2 separate regions of the Sus scrofa genome follow, and region 2 is linked to region 1. Evidence: chromatin contacts called from public Hi-C data. All regions are on one chromosome and are shown on one strand. The core of a region is the stretch at or near the end of the contact, and the rest is flanking DNA. Distances in the headings are between cores, read along the strand shown.

What was found. Hi-C and Micro-C count contacts between places; a contact is called where the count stands out from the background.
Region 2: a Hi-C map of subcutaneous adipose tissue shows a contact between it and region 1, with 2.1 times the contacts expected there. The contact joins the promoter of ARSG here to the enhancer-like site in region 1. A contact is called at or near these places in 19 of 47 Hi-C or Micro-C datasets (alveolar macrophages, blood, brain and 14 more) and 2 of 2 datasets of contacts at active chromatin or transcription factors (alveolar macrophages and skeletal muscle).

What each region holds. Positions count from the first base shown.
Region 1 is chr12:11,736,245-11,738,985 of Sscrofa11.1, forward strand. It overlaps WIPI1 (WD repeat domain, phosphoinositide interacting 1), which reads left to right. Exons shown (of 13, transcript NM_001190294.1): 5 at 954-1,051; 6 at 1,688-1,780; 7 at 2,440-2,510. Among named protein-coding and RNA genes, the nearest start is that of WIPI1, 22 kb to the left of the region's middle. Within about 2 kb of position 1,362, at least 23 of the 83 cell types and tissues checked have an H3K27ac peak or open chromatin away from gene starts, as enhancers often do. A contact at or near this core is called in alveolar macrophages, retroperitoneal adipose tissue, skeletal muscle and 1 more, where this site is marked.
Region 2 is chr12:11,881,491-11,884,231 of Sscrofa11.1, forward strand. It overlaps ARSG (arylsulfatase G), which reads right to left and starts at 1,354. Exons shown (of 12, transcript XM_021066718.1): 1 at 1,222-1,354.

The sequences.
Region 1 (2,741 bases), core at 112-2,611:
TCTTCACCTGCAGCTGATTAGGTCAGAAACGTTTTAGCCTGACCTAAAGTTTTTCTTATACTTTTAAGAGAAATCCACTTAACATCCTAACTTGTAACAAAGATAGAGCCACCTTATTTATTGAAAAAGATGTCTCTTTCCTGATCTTGAAGTTCCCGATCTGGTAATGCTTTTGGTTCTGGCGATTCCTTGAATGCAGTACTATATAAATACTGCATTATTCATCTCTATTGATCTAAACCATTGCTATGAAAATCCTTTACTTAAAGGCTATTAGACTCCTCCCTGCCTTGAAGCCCCTGATAAATAATACTGGCATAGGTGGGTTGGCTGTTTACGCTTCCAGAATATTGTTGAGCATCTTAAATCCAAATTGCCCTCTTTCTGTAGTTTGTTCCAATGGCAGGCACAGCATCTTCCCGCAGGTGCAACCGTCCATGAATTTCCACCTCCGAAGGGGCCCAGTTCCCTTATCAGGGCAGGACATTTGGCTCAGAAAGGGGCAATTTCCAAATAGGTCCTCCCCTGCACCCACCCAAGTTCCCCACCCTTCCACCTGAAATGGCATTTAATCACTTGCAGAAAGACAACACAGCCTCTCACAGTAAGAACACTTATTTCAGTTAAGAGTAAATTGTTTATTGCCCTCCTTGTAATGGAAGATGTTATTTAAGGACCCTTGGGTACCATGTGAAGAGGAGTAGGCAAAATATCCTAAATTCTGGATTCTTGGCTGAAGGGTGGACAAGGTCAGGGTCAACTCAGGGAGGTCTTACCCTGGGAACGTACTTTATATTGGAGTCTTTGGATTAGAGCGAATTGTCACCGCCTGCGAGGCCGTTCCTCCCCTCACCAGCAGGTGGCGCTGTAGTTGTACCGTTTTCAGATGCCCTTTCCAGGCCGGGCCTCCCGGATGGACCTTGGCTTTTCATCTGCGGTTTACCCTCTGCCAGGTCTGTGCGCCCTCTCTATCAACCATTCCAATTCTTACGTGGCCTATCCTGGAAGCCTGACGACAGGAGAGATTGTGCTGTACGATGGACACTCCCTGGTAAGTTGGCAGCGAGCCCGACAGCCCAGCCCACCTGCCTGGCCGCCTGGTCCGGGACAGGTGAGGGGCAGGCTGGGTCGCGTGGGGTGAGGCGCGCAGGTGGAATCAGCACCCGGCGAGTGCGCAGTGGCCGCGGCCGTCGGGTGTGGAGGGGAAGGTAGTGCTCTTTGCCCTCATCGCCATCAGTCAGCATAACCACCCGGCAGCGGGCCAGGCCCAGACACCTGCGGTGGAATGGAAACCTCGTGCCAGCTGGGGCCCGTCGTCGGGCTGAGTGTGTCATGCTGGGCTGTGGCACGGCCTGCGACAGAGTGCAGCTGTTTCACGTTTCCTGTCCTCTGCTCTCAGAGGCTTTGCGGAGCGGGGCAGGCTTGCTGCAGGAAGCCAGGCGCCCAAAGATGCATCCAGAGAGCCCCTGCGACATCACTCTTGCACCTGGCTGCCCCTCCATCTTCCCGGGGGCAGGAAAAAGGACAGAAATGGAGCGGCCCTTGAGGCAGGATCAAGACACACAGGGAAAGGACATACAGCTGGTGGAAAGAGAGACGCGGAGCCCAGCACATGCGGAGGGTGTCCTGGAGGAAAGACATTTTCTCTCTTCCCCTCATCAATCTCCATCTGCCTTTTCACCAACAGAAAACACTCTGCACCATTGCTGCCCATGAGGGGACACTGGCTGCCATCGCCTTCAATGCCGCCGGCTCCAAACTGGCGAGCGCGTCGGAGAAGGTGAGTGCTCCCGTGTTTGGGGCGCTTCTCCGCAGGGCAGGGGAGGGCTGCAGGTGGCCTCAAAGAGCAGATGGGAGGGGACAGGTGATACGAGGACTGGTGGGCCCCTGCATGTTTGTTTGGTGTATTGGTGCATTTGTTACATGAAGAGGCCACAGGCCTCTGCTGTGCAGGATACGAGAAACTTTGCACCAACCCGCACGGTCTTAAGACACGTGCATGCACACCCGCTCGGGTCCGGATAGGTGCTGTGCTGTGTTTCAAAGACACAGTAGACACAAAATGCATGGCTGTTCAGCAGGCAGGCCGGATATCTCATGACTAGCAGTCGGGGCAGGTGACTGAGCTGAATTTCAGACGCCTGAAAAACAGGTGTATTTTTGACAAGCAGGGACTGAATATTCTAGAAGCCAGAGCCCTTTGAAGGAACACGCACAGCACCTTGGGCTAGGGGAGGGAGAGGGAGACAGAGGGTGTTCCATTCACAGCCCCAGAATGGTTTACGTGGCACAGACACAAACCAAAAACCTCTGGGCGCAATGCTCGGTGCTTCCTCTCCCGAGACAGATGTTCAAAAGCAATAGGACAGGCTCCTCTCTAAAGGGACACATCTGTGTGGCCATTCACGGGACGAAACGCCCACCTGCTTTCTCTTCCAGGGCACTGTCATCCGGGTGTTCTCGGTACCCGAAGGGCAAAAGCTCTATGAGTTTCGGAGAGGAATGAAAAGGTCTGTCTGCCCAGGAAAACCCGCTTGAACGTACGCCCAGAGGTTCTGCAGGGGACAGCTGGCAGCCATCGGGGAGTGGACCGAGGGTGGCTGTGTCCCCCCGCACCCCCCAGGCAGGGGTCTAACTCTGCTTCCTCAGGTGACTGACCTAGAGGCCCCGCTGAGTGCTGAGCACACCTGAGAGCGGAGAGGACTTGTTTTTTTCCCCCCTTTGGCCATGCCCTAAGCATA
Region 2 (2,741 bases), core at 104-2,603, 150 kb after region 1:
TTTTTTTTTTTTTATGATGCTGAAGCAAAGTACTGTGATTTCACCGACTTTGAGCAACCCCAGATGGCCCCACTTGACTAGAAAAGTGGTTGAAAGAAAGTTTAATCTTATAACCTCTTTTATAAACAACCTGAAAAAAATGGGTTAGGCCTCTGGCTTGTGGTATTTTACTTCTTATGAGGTCACAGAAGGCGGTGAAAACACAGCAGAACTTGAAATTAGGGAGATCTGGTCTCACGCTTCCTAAGCTACTGTAGGCTTGTTTCCGCATTATTAACACTTTTCAACTCTGCTTTCCAAAAGCGAAAACACAACACACGTTCAAGGGACGCACCAGGCCCTTGGCAAGAGAGGAGAGTTCCCAAAGTTCCAGCAAGATCCAAAAGCAAATCAATACTGAATCCAGACGCTCTTACAGCCTTCACAACTTTGCAGCCTGAATGCAGGTACGCACGGCACGCGCCGTCCGAGGACCCCCGACCTTTTCCTCTTAGAAGCCTCACGCTCCTATTAATTCAACGTCATAGGCGCATCTTTCCATGCAGACTGGAAATTGGTACTGAGAGCCGCAACGTCCCATACCGTAGCCAGGAGCCGCGCGGGGCTCTCGAGCCAGTGAAATGCAGCCAGTGGGAGCAGAGACGTGCTGGCGAGTAAAACGCAGGCCAGAATTTGAAGACGTAGTTCGAAAACAGTACTGTACAGTGAGCGAAGGTGGAGAAGACAAATACTGTCTGATTTTACATCTATGTGGAATCTAAGTGAGCACAACTGGTTAAAAGAGAGAGAGGGAGCGTGGAATGAGGCGATTAGGGGCTGGGGGGCGGGGGCAGGAAAGGCGGCCAAGGCTCCAACCTTGCAGCTAGTAGGTAAACAAACCCCGGAGATCTAGCGCACAACACCACTGTGTGATAAACATCAAACCTGCTGAGAGACCACATCTTAGTTATTGACACACACAAGAACGTAAAATAGCTTAATAAATGTCATAGTGAGTATCATGTGGGTGGTATTTGGGGTGCACTGGAGTATATAGAGATTAAATTCCTTTCACCTGCTTCTTTTTGCAGGCGCTGATAAGGCTACCAGAAGCATCACAATGACACAAGTGGCTGGAGCTGCTCTAGATCACCCGTCAGAATCTAGGAAGGGACGAAGGTTCAAACGCGGCACGCGACGAGAACGCTTCTACGGCTCTAGTCCAGAGCTGATTGCACTCACGGCTTTGCGCCCTCGCTGGTTTCCCGCCGCCCCGCCTGGCGCCCGCCCACGTGGCCGCGGCGCCGGATCCCCGCTGCGTCCGGGTCCCGCCGCCCAAGGAGGCCGCGCTGCGCACCCGCTCGGCGCGCGGGGAAGCCCCGGGCGGAAGCTGCTGGGCGAGGGTGCCTGCTCCGGCCCGCGCTTCCTGCAGGGGGAGGGCCCGCCGCCGCCGCCACTGCCTCCGCCCCCGAGGGGGCGCCCGGCCCGCGGGGCCCAGGATGGACCAGCGTCGTGTCGCGGAGTTCCTGCTGCGCGCGGAGAGCCAGCGGGGCCGGGGACGACGGCCACCGTCGTCCTGTTCGTCTGTTTAACCCTCTCTGCTGAGTTGGCGGCCTGAGATGGGAACGCTGAACCCTTCCCTCGACAGGAGAGTTTCTGCCTCCTTCCTAGGCGCCGAGGTGAACATTTCCAATTCACTTTCTCTCCAGAATAGTGTGTAGACAGCGGAAAATTCTTCTCTTTACTCTCAAATGCCTGTGGGTTCAGCATTTGCAGAGCAAAGAAAGTGAAAAATCACTTTTCAAAAGTACAAAGATTTATTGTAGTAACCGAATTATATTTTTGACCTTAACCCTAAGAAATGTTCCTAAGGCAATCATTAGTTATACACGCCGCTTAAGTGATGACTGCAGAAAAATGCCTGTTACCTAAAACTTAAGGCTTGTCCAACTTTTAACAGGAGTGAATGGTTTGTTGCAATAGACTTTTTTTTTTTTTTTCCTGGTCTCAGTGCAGGGTAGGTACAAATGGACTTATTTCTTGACCAAATAATTGTCACCCCAAATTACACACTTAACCAAATCCGAATTCTTTTAGGTTTATCACTCATCCTGACATATAGGACTAAAGCTGTGCTTACCCAGTAGGAAAACAAAAAACTGAACAGAATCGAGAATAGTTAAAAACACATTACCCAAGGAGGAAATAAAACCCCAACAGAATCCATCAAAGTCCACACAGCACTGGGTTCTCTTTTCAGTATTAGAATGACCAACTGTCCACTCTGATTAGTTTTAATGGCCAATCACCATGTTCTAAATGACTGAAGGAGGTTTAATTTTGTAGAGAGTGAATGTAAGGGAAACTGGTGATTCCGTAATGAAATGAGCTTTAAATCATATTACATAAATAATAAGTGAAAGAATTTAGGTATCAAAGTTTTGAAAAATTTACCTTTAGTTTCATCTTCAAGGTGAAATGGGAAGTGGGACGTGCCGTCTGCCCAGCATGCAGCCATACAAGGTGCTCTTTGAGATCGCCAGCACACACGGACCTGGCAGAGGCAGCCCATCGGGTCTGAGGTTTTCAACCCGTTCCAGCTATGGAAATCCGGGTGATAGTCACAGACTGACTGGGGATTCTCAGCACACCCACAGGTATCCCCATCACAGCTCTCTCCATCTCAAGTAAAGGCTTAAAGGAAAGGAGTGAGGAAGATATTTTGTAGAAATAAACCTAACACCTGGAATGAACCCTAATAA